2 separate regions of the Gossypium hirsutum genome follow, and region 2 is linked to region 1. Evidence: chromatin contacts called from public Hi-C data. All regions are on one chromosome and are shown on one strand. The core of a region is the stretch at or near the end of the contact, and the rest is flanking DNA. Distances in the headings are between cores, read along the strand shown. Region 1 holds the start of LOC107954615 (probable arabinose 5-phosphate isomerase). Region 2 has its middle 5.0 kb from the start of LOC121231904.

Region 1 (6,583 bases), core at 3,033-5,532:
AGCACTATATTTTTATTTGCTAGAGTGCTATTTCTATTCTAACACCGTTTGGGTCCTTGACAGATGAATCATTTATCATCTTCTTAATGTCACCGTTTTTAATTTTAGAAATTAGGATGTTACAGGAAGCTAATGATGAAACTATTTGTGGAGTTTGTTTATGTCCTAATGCTAAAAGTACACATGCAGATAACAAGACTTTCTCCGTTCATGTTCAAGTCCAAGGGTGTACCTGTCTACCGCTGTATCCAATATCCTAGGGAGTTTGTTCTGGTTTTCCCAGGAGCCTATCATTCAACATTTGATTGTGGGTTTAATGTTGCTGAGGCAGTTACTTTTGCTCCTCTTGATTGGTTACCTCATGGGCAGAATGCTGTAGCACTCTATCAATCACAGGGAAGGAAAACATCAATTTCCTTTGATAAATTGTTGATTGGAGCAGCAAGAGAAGCAGTGAAGGCACAATGGGAACTCATTCTGTTAAAGAAGAATACTATTGATAATTTAAGGTGGAAAGGTTACTGTGGAAAGAATGGGATCTTAACTGAAACACTCAAGGTACACTTCCGATCATCCTCTGTAGTCTGGATTTTAGTCTATGTGCTTGAAATTTCCGTGATTTTATTATTGTAACATTTGTTATTCATGTATTCCATTCCGCCACCCCATCCCTCAAGAAAAGAAGAGAACTCTTCCTCTAAAGAGATCAGGGGTCGGGTTTGTAACATTTATTATTCATGCTATACTCCATTCCCCCACTCCTCCCCTTAAGTAAAGAAGAAGAGAACACTTATTCTAAAGAGAGCAGGGATCGGGTTCTGCACTCATTGTGTGTGCATTTCTGTTCAATTTTGGAATGTCTAGATATTATTGTCATTTTATTATTGAATGAAGAAATTAAGCTTATATTATTTGAGTTTTTTCCTCTTATGTTTTGGCCTCTATTTCTCGCATGGGTGCTTGCAGTCACGTGTCAAGCAGGAAGGTATGAGAAGGGAATACCTCTGTAGCACCTTTCAGACAAAGAGGAAGGACAAAAACTTCAATTCTACTAGCAAAAGGGAATGTAGCATATGTTACTTTGATTTGCACCTCTCAGCAGTGCACTGTTCATGTTCTTCTCATAGATATTTGTGTTTAAATCATGCAAAGCGGCTTTGTTCTTGCACATGGACAGAGAAGATTTTCCTCTACAATTATGAAATCAGCGAATTAAATATGCTTGTTGAAGCAGTGGAAGGAACATTGAGTGCAGTGCATGCATGGGCTAGAGAGGACCTGAATTTGGGTCTTCGCCACTACACTCCCAAGGAAAAATCATTCAGAGAAGATGAAGGAAAAAATGAGCACAAGCTCCAAGATGCAGTAACGTTATATGGCAATGGTTTGAGTGCTGTTTCTTCCATCAAGGCAGAAATAAAGGCCCGTATACAGCAATTACAGTGCCTGCATGAACGAAAATCAAAAGAGGAAATGGTATCAACTCCCCTTCCAAGGCTGACTCAAGATGATACTTCCTTGTTACTTAGAGAGGTGATGCCAGAAGATTTATCATCAAGTTCCTCAGAATCGGATGACACAACAGACCTTGACCTTGATGGTGGAGGAAAAGGATGCCTCTTATCTACCTTAAGTTCAAGGCCTTCACCTAGTCAGCCTGCAAGTGAAAGAGAAGTGACATTATCTCAACGAAGGAGGCCTCCTAAAAGAGAAGTCACATTATCTGAGCTTCTAAAAGATAATTCCAGTAAGCATGGTACAGCGAAACATTTTAAATGTACTTCCGAAGGACTACCTATGAGCTATCCAGCTTCCAAGAAACGAAAAAAGAAGTAAATCTGAACGCTGACTCTACAACTAGTGTAGGCCTCGAAAACAATGGTTGAAGTATCTACATGGGTATATATAACAGCTATTCAAATGTACATCGTAGAGCAACATTAGTTCTAAGTCGACATAGGAAATGATATAGAGCCTTTTCACCTTTTCTGTTATTTGCTTGCTGCTCTAGAACTTTTACCTGTTATTGAATGAAAAAGAAGGGGAAACATGTACTATAAGTCAGATTTGCAGTGTCTTTAGGACATGGAAGTCGGATTATCGACATTGTTTTCTGAACGAGTTCAAATAATATACTAAAGATGGAAGAAAATTTTGGAAATCTGTACCCATCTTTTCTTTTCGAAGGTCTACTTAGTTTAAGCTCTTTTGCTATTTTTGCAAAATTTTCTCTTCCCTTTTCCCGTGGCAGTGTACATGTAATCTTCAACAGAAGCATCTTCTTACTGTGTAACAAGATTTAGAATGCTCTCTCAGACCCATATCAAACTTGGGTCAAGGCTTCATTGTCCAAACCCATAAAAGCCCATCGAGAAGGTAACCAAAACCATAGATTACAATGCAGCTTATGGCAAAATATGGGTGGATTCTGATAATCGAGCAGTAAGCAAGCGAGAAATTCCTCTTTGACGTCCAAAATAAATAAATCACATTGAATTAATAAAATGATAAATAATATTCCAATATCTTGTATACATAAGAAGCTATCATCAGGTTGAATTTAAATTCTACTCCAAACTTACAGAAGAATTATGTCAGGGTATCAACATTCAAAACCACACAAGACCGTATATTTCAAAGACCAGCTGAAACTAATCCATGCAATGTGACAATACCGATCAAGGTATTTTGACGATCAATTACAGGCAGAAATTGTACAGCAGATGGTGGTGATTCCATCTTTTGCATGGCTTCCACTGCCATTGCATCCGGACCAATGGTTCTTGGTTTCCTGATACAGTGATACAAACAAATGAGGGTTTTAAGTCACTTTGATTGAAAACATCAGAAAGAAACTCAAGAAGTTACTACAATAGTTATGGGCATTCGCCATTTGGTTTACCTGTTGCACATTTCACCCACGGTGAGCTTGAATATGGCTTCTCCGCTAGCCTTAAGCGTACGCCGCAAATCACCATCTGTAAATGTGCCAAGCAAGTGATATTCCTCATCTATAACCAGCAAGCACCCACATCCTTTCCTAGTAAGCTCCACCAGCTGCTCCATTATCAAATCTCCTTCCTTGCAAACTGGAAGCTCATCTTGCTTCTTCATTACATCTTTTACCTACATATGATAGCACCAATCCATCAGTCTACAAGTCCAATAAATCTGAAAACAAAATGAACTGAAATAGAAAAAAAATTCAGCTTCAAATCTCGATTTAATTGAAATGACATGAACCTGAAGGTAGTTCTCTTAAATCCATCAAACTTATGTCTACTGTTTCTTATATCGATCATTCAACAGCAAACATAAAGAATCTTAAACAATTATGGGCAGCCAACTTAAAAGAAAGAAAAAAAAACCCACTAATGATCCAGCATCTCATAAACAAAAGCAATTAAATTTTATGAAGACATTGATCAGAAAGCCAGCATTTAATCAAACAAACCTTAAAAATAAGGCTTTTCCCAATCCGACCAGCAGGATGATTGGCCGCGTATTGATCCGTAGTCAAGTTCCTAGCTCCCATAAGCGCGATTGCCACCGTATCTCCGAAAACCATCTGGATCGCTGTCGAAGTAACCGGCGCCAAATCAAACGGACACAATTCCCTCTCCAACGGAAGATGCACGTTCATATCGCAAGCGTTTGCCAAGGCATTGTTGGGGACGGAGGTGACCGAAATGATATAAACCCCCTTGGCTCTAGCACAGGGGATGAGACGTAGGAGTTCTTCAGTGGAGCCGGATTTCGAAAAGAGGACGAGGATGTCGGTGGCGGAGAGCGCGCCAATGTCGCCGTGGAGGGCGTCGAGAGGGGAGAGGAAAGCGGAGCGGATGCCGAGAGAAACTAAGGTCTGGGAGATCTTGTTGGCGACGAATCCGGATTTTCCGACACCAGAGAAGAAAATGGTGCCCTGAGAATTAAGGAGGGTTTCAGTGAAAGACAATGCTTGGGACAAATCGAGGTTCTGGAAGAAGTAATTGAGGTGGCCTTGTTGGGCTTTGAAGAGATTGAAAAGGGTAGTTTCGGAAACCCGCTCATGTTGGGGATTTTTGGACGGCGGCGGTGGGAGGTCTAGTGACGGAGGAAGCGATCCCATTGTTGTTTTGTTTCAGATCCGATCCGATGGTATTATTTGCAAAGAAATGAAGAAAAGAGAGTGGTGGAATGGTATTATTATTGGCCTATATTGGGCCCTTTTTTTTTGGGTTGATTTGGCCCTTCATTATTTTTGTCGGTAAAGAATAGATTGTCTACTTTTGGACGACTCCTCTCAATATGTGTCGGCAGGCACTGCTAAATTGGTTGATCTCTACATTCTTTAGGCAAATATATCTTTTATATAATTTTTACTTCTACATACATTTCGTTAAACTTTTAAATCAAAAAAAAAAATCACATTATAATGAATTAAAACCCAATTAATATATTTTTATTATAATTAAACTATTATTTCAAGAAAAACATATAAATGGTTGATATACAATATCAACAAAAATAGAGAAAGAAGGAAAGGCTGTTCTAATGAAGAAGTAAAGAAGAAAAAAATAGTAAAAACGGGATATCTAAAGTGTCATCTCTTAGAAAAGGATATCTAGAAATACATGTAGAAACTTTATCAAATTAAATTTTTGATCCAACTTCAAATCTAATTATTTTTATTATAATTGTATAACTTAAATAAATTATATAAATAATTATATAAAACAAGTTCTTATATTTTTTATTGTAATAAACCATTTTCGAAATTCATAAAAAAAATTTTACTAATGGCTTTTGTTATTCACGATGACACCATTAAATCTTGAGATAATTAGCTGATGTTGACTTCAGTTTTTGTCCCCATGACAGTATATGTGGTTGATTTTTGCCGATTTGACATTATATTTTCTTACATCTTATGTTCGTTAATAATTTAAATTTTATAAAAATTTCAATAAACTATTTAAAAAAAAGAATTAATACAAAATTTCAAAATTATAAAAAATTAAACATTCAAAATAAAAAAGAAAACCTAAAAATAGAATAAAAATCTTTAAACAAAAAATTAGATAATACTTTAAAAAAATAGAAAAGTTTTCAAATTTTAGAAAAAATTTCAAAGTACAAAAGTTATAATTTAAAAAAAAACTTCAAAATTCAATTAAAAATAAATAATTTCAAAATAAGTTATAAAAGTTTTCTAAGTATTAGTTTAAGAAAATCTAAAAACACCAATTATTTAATTCAATAATAGCCAGAATTTCTTATACCTACAAATTTATGCAAAAGCTGCCCCATGGTTGGAAAAACCACTTAAAAAGAACGATTTTAGTATTTGTGCGAGAAGAATTTGAGTTAGTCACTAAACAATAAAAAAAAATAATGTAATTACTTTTAGTACCAAAGTAATTTCTCTTAATAGAAATAGAAAATTATCGTAATTCTTAAAAAAATAGAATTTATTCTTAAATAATAATTTTTTACTATTTTTTTGCATAATAACAGAGTATCAAAAATTGATGTTAGGTCAACTTATGCCATCTATTTATAGGGAGAGGTACAAGAATCTTGGTTGAACAAGTTGTAAACTCAAAATTATATAGCATTTTTCTATATATTTTTACCACCTTTTAACTTAATAAATATATTAATCTTGAGGAATTGTTATTAAAATAAGTGAATTTTACTTAATTATTAATAGTTGACATGAATTCATAAAGTATGTGAAATTATGCTTAATTACATGATTTTTGTATATAATTTATATTATTTTCATGGTAAATATTAATATGTGAATTTTCACTACGCAGAAGGACCATGGAAGATGTGATTAACACAAATGATGTATGGATATGCACACATCGACTTCATTTCGACAATACCATGCAAAACTAGATCATAAATGTGTTAATTGACCTTGTAAAAGATTTGCTAAAAGATGAATGTATTTGATTAATTATTGGACAGAGAAACTGTCTAACAATGAGGAATTAAAACCCAATTTCGGCACAAGTAAATGGCTGCCCAAGAATAAGCTTTGGGATATTTTCTTGAAGGTCCCTATAGTTAGAAAAATGTCAGAAATCAGCGCACAAGTTTACCCTTTGAAACCATCCACCTTATGGCTATTAATAGCATTGTTTTGAATTCAAAAAAAAGCAACCAAGTCATCCCCTTTTCCACAATTGTGGCCGGCCATGTATGAGAGAAAAGAGAGGGATTTTGAATTTTATTTTTAGCAAACTTTACCCTTGGCTTCACCTATAAATAGCACATACCTTTCCACTTCTCAAATCATCCCTTATATCCTTTAATCCATTCATTCATTAAGCATTCTCTCATTTCCTCTCTAGCTCTCTTCTCCCCTTGCATAGCCATTCCATTTCCCTTCCATTCTTTAGCCAATAAAGACTTTGTCAATACTTTCCTTTGGCCGGCCACCTTAGGAAAACCTTAGCAAAAGGAAATCATGTAACACCCTTCACCCATATTCAACGCCGAAATAGGGTTACGAAGCATTACCGGACTTATAACCCAAATAAACATACATTTCATGTACTTTTTTTTTCAATTTCATATAATCATCATTCAA
Region 2 (6,583 bases), core at 1,264-3,763, 180 kb before region 1:
TTAATAGAATAATTTATTTATACTGGTGTAAAACTAAAAAAATACAAATGCAGTAGTGTGCCAGATTTGGCAGTGGCCTTGACTCTCCTTAAAATAGAAATTTTCACTTTTAGCCCATTTATAATTTAAACTCTTTTTTAAACTAATATACAGTAAAATTACATTTCAACCTTCAAAAATGATAAAATTTTAATTTAATCTTTTAAAAATTATAAAGATAAAAGTGATTAAAATGGTGAAATTACATTTTTTGCTATTGCATAAATATACAACTAAATTCCAGCACCTCTCAAAAAAAAATTGACTTCACTCCCATACGAAAAAGTATAAAACTACTTTAATTTTATATTAGTGTAAATTAATCGCTCTCCATTAATATTAATATATTTCATAATATTTTACATATATGGATAGTAAAATAGGCTTGAATGAGACTAAAATTAGATCACGATCCAACCCCACTAGAAGTAGATATACCCTTCATACCTTCTTTATATATTATTATATATCGAGTTTTTCTTATACATAGAAATAATCTTTCCCTTTATTATTGTGTGCAAATAGGAGGCACAGCACAAATCACAAAAGCTTCATACTCCAAAACGTAAAACATAATATTATGTATGTCCATACATACGTATCGCAATGTCGACTCCCAAACAGTCCAAGAATGGTCCCTCTGCACATAGAAAAAAGAATAAAACAATTTATGGAACACAAAGACAACAACATAAAAACAATACAGAATCTTTCTTAAATAAAAATTAAAAAGACTTATCCGCCTAACTACACTCTTGTCAGTCTAAGCCTTTTATTTGTTTTAACTAGAGCCATAGGTCAGAAAAATTATTTTTTAAAAGTTTATTCGGATCCTCTGATCAGTTTCTTTTCGTGTAATTGTAAATTAAAAGCAACAGGACATAAGACTTAATTATAATAATAAATATGTCACTATATATGAGGCATTTCCTAAATATTAAGAAACAGCAGAATTTTTTCCTTGTGTGACTATATTTGCATTTAAATAAGAGATTCGAAGATTGCAGATGATATTTATACTGCAATATACACTTTGAGTTCAGGGAGCTTTCAGAACTGCTGTTGTATTGTAATTTAGCACACTTTCTGACGGTGATGCCTTCCAAAATTGTCATCTAACCTCAAATAGAATATTATCCCTATATAGCCTTTCCTTTTATTTTTATTTACCATATTTCCACCAGGGCTTTCTGTATAATATTCATTGTACGCCATCGTGTGTGATTGATAAGATCAGTCAAAATGATTCTTGTTTCTTTTCGTCATCTTTGATATTCTTTTATAGGGATTTCTTTTTAATTTCATGTTGTATATTTAAAAAAAAGAAAAAAAAACTCCACAATTTATATCTAAATTTGAAATTACAGTATTTTATATTTTTAATCCCCTAAAAATATTTTAAAAAGCTTCACGGATGATTATATGTTATGTGGTCAAATAGAGTCCTAAGTTCATTGAACTATGTTTTGCCTAATTTAATTTGCTCCTAAAAAACCCAATAGGGCGTGAGAACTTTTGAAAGCATTACATAACCCAATCAACTTATTATTTCATATCAAGTTTATTTAATTAAAATGAAAATAAACTCTTATCAATCAAAAGTTAGGGAGGTTTAGAAATATTGGTAAAGATTAAAGCTTTAAATTCTTGAGTGCCTAAATTTAAATTTTATTATATATAATTGTAATGGAAAGATATCTAATTCTATCAAAATATTTTCGACGTATGTGAATTTTAGTCTAACAAATTAATTATAATCCAAATTCATTTTTTAGGTAATAAAAAAAATCATGAGAGACGGCTAACACCTTACTTTAATTAGTAGATATAAATTAATATAAAAGAAAAAAGAAAATATCATAAGAAAGGATACATGATTATATTCAAATATACATGAAAAATATTTAGTACAACATTGGTGTATTTTTTTCACTCCATAAATAAGGTTAAAGGGTAGATAAGTGTCTTAAAAATGTATATTATTTTCTAAAAAAAGATACACGTGTCAATTTTTTAAAAATACTTTTGAGATAAAAAAATATATACTATTAATTGACAAATGCTCACCAAATATTCATAACAAAAGTTATTGGAAAAAATATTATTACACTGTTAATGAAATTTTTAAACTTCACAAATAAGATTAAAATGATGATAAGTGTCCCATAAAATATGTTAAAGTATTAAATATATATATATATAAAGACATATAATAATTTTTTAATTTTATTTATGAAGTTAAAAAATATATATTGTTAATATATTAAATATTAATTCAAAATTATTACTATATCAAATATTAACTCAAAATTATTAATATATCAAAACTTAAATAAATAAGTTATACTTTAATTACGATTATGATGATGCACTAATAAAATACAAATAGCCAAATTCCACCGCTCAAGGGCTAAACCATGAGCTGTGATCCAGTGTGAGCTTGCAAGAAATGATGGTATTGGCTGGATATGGAGGAGATAGACATCAGCCCCATGGGCTGGGCTGGGTTGTTGTGCTTAGTGGTCAGCATTCAGATGATTGATAAATCCACGTGGATGAAAACTGCCAAGCCAATTACATTATTGTTTGGTTAAAATGTGTCTATGTATTGAAAGATTTAGGATTTAGTTTTTATATTTTTATTTTTAAGAATTTTATTTATTTATTTTTAAAATTTTAAAATTTAGATTTAATTATTAATATTGTTATTTTTTTTGGTCATTAAAATTTTAAAAAATATTTAATAATAATGTAACTAAAAAAATAATGTCATAACAAACCTAAAATTAAAAAATAATTTTAATAGTGTTAAAGTTGGACCTGAATTTTAAAATCTGAAAAAATAGAATGACTATATTTTAAGAAATAAAAGTATAGTGATTAAATTTTAAATTTACGAAGAATAAAAAAATTTAACGCATATTAACCTTACTGTTTTCCATGGTACGAAAGGGATCGACTTTTGGCCGGAAGTGGAAGAGGAAGCTGCCTGGATGCTAATTTAGTCATACTTTTGGTTAGGGCAGCTTAATTTCATATAATTCAAGCAATTCATGTCCAAACAAAATTTTAATTATTAAGTTCCCTTACATGGTTTTGGATAGAATTCCATCCAAATCATCCTACAATACAATAAAAAAGCAAATGAGTTCATACCACTACTAGAAGTGTTCTCAGATAAATGTATAAATAATCAATTGAGCAATGTCTTAATATAAGAAACCGGTTCCGAAGCTAGTAATAAACCAGCACACTTGTCCATATGCGTCAATGCTATCACCCTCACATTCAATTTACACATTAATATTTCTATAAACAGCATACTCGAGCACAGCTGATCCAAGATAGTAAAAAAAAGTACAATGCAATCAGATCAAATGCATTATACTGAAGAAATCTTAGGATTAAGTATAAACTAGATTCTGGCCAATATCACACGACATGCTTTTATTGTTGAAGCAAATTGTTAAGGCATGCATTAACGAACGCTATCCACCTATAAATGAAAAGGTATCATAGTCTAATATGATTAATGTCCTTGGAACAATTCTTATCTCATTTTAAGAGAAATCAATGCAAATATGACAAACTCCTAGTTATTAATGACCATAAAGTCTAAAACATCATGGACCCCAAAAGATAATCATTTAACAATTAATTTTCCTAATTATGAGGAGCGGGCAACAAGAATCCAGTCCTCCATATAAGCCTATAGAAGTCATATCACAAGACTCCAAAAGCTTGCAGGTCCTACTCTCTCTCTCTCTCTAGTTAGTGTGACAATACAAATTGATGTACCAATATCAGATGCACTAAACTCGGAAGATTTAATAGCAGTTCTCATAGATGGTGATACTTGCAAACTCAGTCAATGAGAAGAATTCACAGCTGTAGGGTAAGTAATGACAGAATAGAAGCATAAGTTTCTCTAAGATCAACTCCTTATCCAACATCTTCGATTTGTTGGTTTTTAGTCTAAGAAAGAAATCAAATGTGACTTGCTATTTTTATTATTGGTTTTCTAATACTCTTTTTACATTTAAAGTATACACTTTAAATAAGAATATTTACCAACTGCAATTTGATAAGTTGGCAAGTCTAGGCACATGAGATTACTTATTGATTGATTTCTATCTAATCAGCACCATTTATATTAACCTATCAAATTAAAGATAAATAAAATAATCTAATAGCTTTTCTAAACAAGTTAGCTTGTATCAAAAGCTTCGGGATAGTCCACAGCGTAATAGCTTGCATGTTGATTCACAAGACAACTTACGTCTTGTGTATTCGCGAGTCTTATGTATTCAAAAGACTACCTGCTATCAGGAAACTTATCTTCAAGCAATCTTATGTTGCTTACAACAACCATGATTCTGTCATAATATTGTTTGAACAGTTTCAGACTCCTTCATTTTCAAATTCTCAAAATCCCACCACAAGTTGATAATCTGTTGTTGTCTTGTCTTCTCTGTACCTTGAAACTCTTCTTTCAGCTAATCCTAAGCTTGCTTTGGGGTCTCACAAGCCATGATCCTAGTAAAAATAACATCAAAAACACCATTTTGAAGACATGACATCGCCTTGAATTTCTTAGCACTATCATCATTATGCTACCTGCTTTGTGCTATCGTTGGATTAGCTCGCAATGGTGGTGGCTCTACATCTACATTCACAACCTCTCATAAGTCATAAGTTTGTAAGTAGGTCTTTATCTTGACTACCCAAATATGATAGTTTTCACCATTAAAAATTGATGGCGAAAGAGGTGTAAAGCTAGTTGAAGATATTTTTTGCAAAAATAACAAGGAAATAGAGGTTGTTCTTTCTTTCTGTCTTAACAAATCAAAGGCCCTCAAAGATGACGGGCTCTAAATACCAATTGTTGGTTTTTAGCCTAAGAAAGAAAAGATATACATATCAAATTATCAATCAAATATGACCTGTTTTCATTACTAGTTTTTTAATACTGTTTTTACATTCAAAGTATACACTTTAAATAGGAAAATTTATCAACTACAACTTGACAAGTCTAAGTACACGGGATTACTTATTGGCTAATTTCTGTCTAGTTAGCACTATTTATATTAACCTATCAAATTAAAGATAAATAAAATAATCTAACAAATTCTCTAAACAAGTTGACAACTTGTTAACTTGTATCAAAAGCTTCGGGATAGTTCGCAGCCTCATAGCTTGCATGTTGATTTGCAAGACAACTCGGGTCTTGTGTATTCACTCGTCTATTCATATTTGGACAGTCTGCCAAATAGTTCGCCAAAGGTTGTCCACTCGACAGTTTGTCAACTGACAGTCCACCATTCTTCTCACGTTTAGCCTGTTCGCGAGATAACTCATGCCAATGTTGTCCGCAAAATGTGTGAGCTATTGTATGAATGACCATCTCACAACAAGATGACTACTCTCATAGCTTTTCATAAGGTATCATATTTGCCATTGTAAAAATCATCTATCGTCAAATAAAATACAATCCCTAAAAACATAGTTGACTTCCTCAAGAATGTATTTATCTCTGATACAAGGTTGATACCCTTACTTTTGAGCAACTAATTTCATCAATTGCCAAAACTTTTAAGCCTCAAGGCATATCAGCCAAGTTAGTATAAGACCGTATCAAGGGCTTTCTCTCTTTACGTAGGTTGACAAGCTAACCAAAATATTTTCTTTGGAGATTCTTGCTACAACAATATAAATTTAGAACTAAATGTTGCAGCTACACCAATATAATACTTCTAAATTTTGAAGATTCCAGTAGGTGGCAGCTACACCGTCCAAACCCTTAGGTTCTCCATACCATCTTACAATTTGATATAAATTCTTTACCCCCATCGATTCTTATCTTAGGTATATAGATAAAAATCTCAATTCTTGGTCAAATTGAATTATAAATGAACTGGAAAAGTCAATTTTTTTATTTTTTATTTTTGCGGAGATAAGGCATATAAGTTGGTCATTCGAAGAGCCTTTCTAGTTAACATTAACCAAATAACCGGCTTCTATCTTCCACTTAAATTTGATTTAAAAGGTTTATTTTAAGAATTTTCTAATAAAAGAAAAGTCTCATAACCTCTTTATTTGTTTGACTACTTTCAGTAATACTAGAGAATTTCTAAGTATTTGATCATATATATTACAATATTTTATGTTTAATATTTCAAGGATACACACACATATTTATGAATGCAAGTGCTTACAAATGGAGTTGATACCCATGAATGTATAACAACAAATTTTTACCTTGAAAAAAATCTTTTTTTTTAAAAAGAGAAAAAAAGGGGGGGGGGGGAGATTTTCAGTAGCATTAGCATTCCAATGTTTACCACATGTGCTAATATCTTTGGTATACATATTCAACTTCTCTCAGTTAAGGTCCAGGCCCGCATAACTGTATAAAGGTCATTTAGAGTTGCTCACTTCACTTTTAAAAAGAAATACTGAATTTGCAATTCATCATCATGACAAGCATTCAACTGAGATATTATTAGTGTTAAGCCTTACAGTAGTTTAACCAATCATGGAAGTT

The links. A called contact is a pair of places that touch in the nucleus more often than the background predicts.
Region 2: a Hi-C map of leaf shows a contact between it and region 1, with 2.4 times the contacts expected there. The contact joins the enhancer-like site here to the promoter of LOC107954615 in region 1. A contact is called at or near these places in 5 of 34 Hi-C or Micro-C datasets (leaf and petal).

What each region holds. Positions count from the first base shown.
Region 1 is chrA07:39,576,707-39,583,289 of Gossypium_hirsutum_v2.1, reverse strand. It overlaps LOC107954615 (probable arabinose 5-phosphate isomerase), which reads right to left and starts at 4,282. Exons shown (of 3, transcript XM_016890228.2): 1 at 3,455-4,282; 2 at 2,903-3,126; 3 at 2,479-2,791. The coding sequence starts at 4,108. The coding sequence ends at 2,635. LOC107954614 (putative lysine-specific demethylase JMJ16) reads left to right here. Exons shown (of 8, transcript XM_016890224.2): 7 at 190-558; 8 at 967-2,182. The coding sequence ends at 1,836.
Region 2 is chrA07:39,755,686-39,762,268 of Gossypium_hirsutum_v2.1, reverse strand. No RefSeq gene overlaps it. Among protein-coding and RNA genes, the nearest start is that of LOC121231904, 5.0 kb to the right of the region's middle. Within about 2 kb of position 2,513, at least 2 of the 9 cell types and tissues checked have an H3K27ac peak or open chromatin away from gene starts, as enhancers often do. A contact at or near this core is called in leaf, where this site is marked.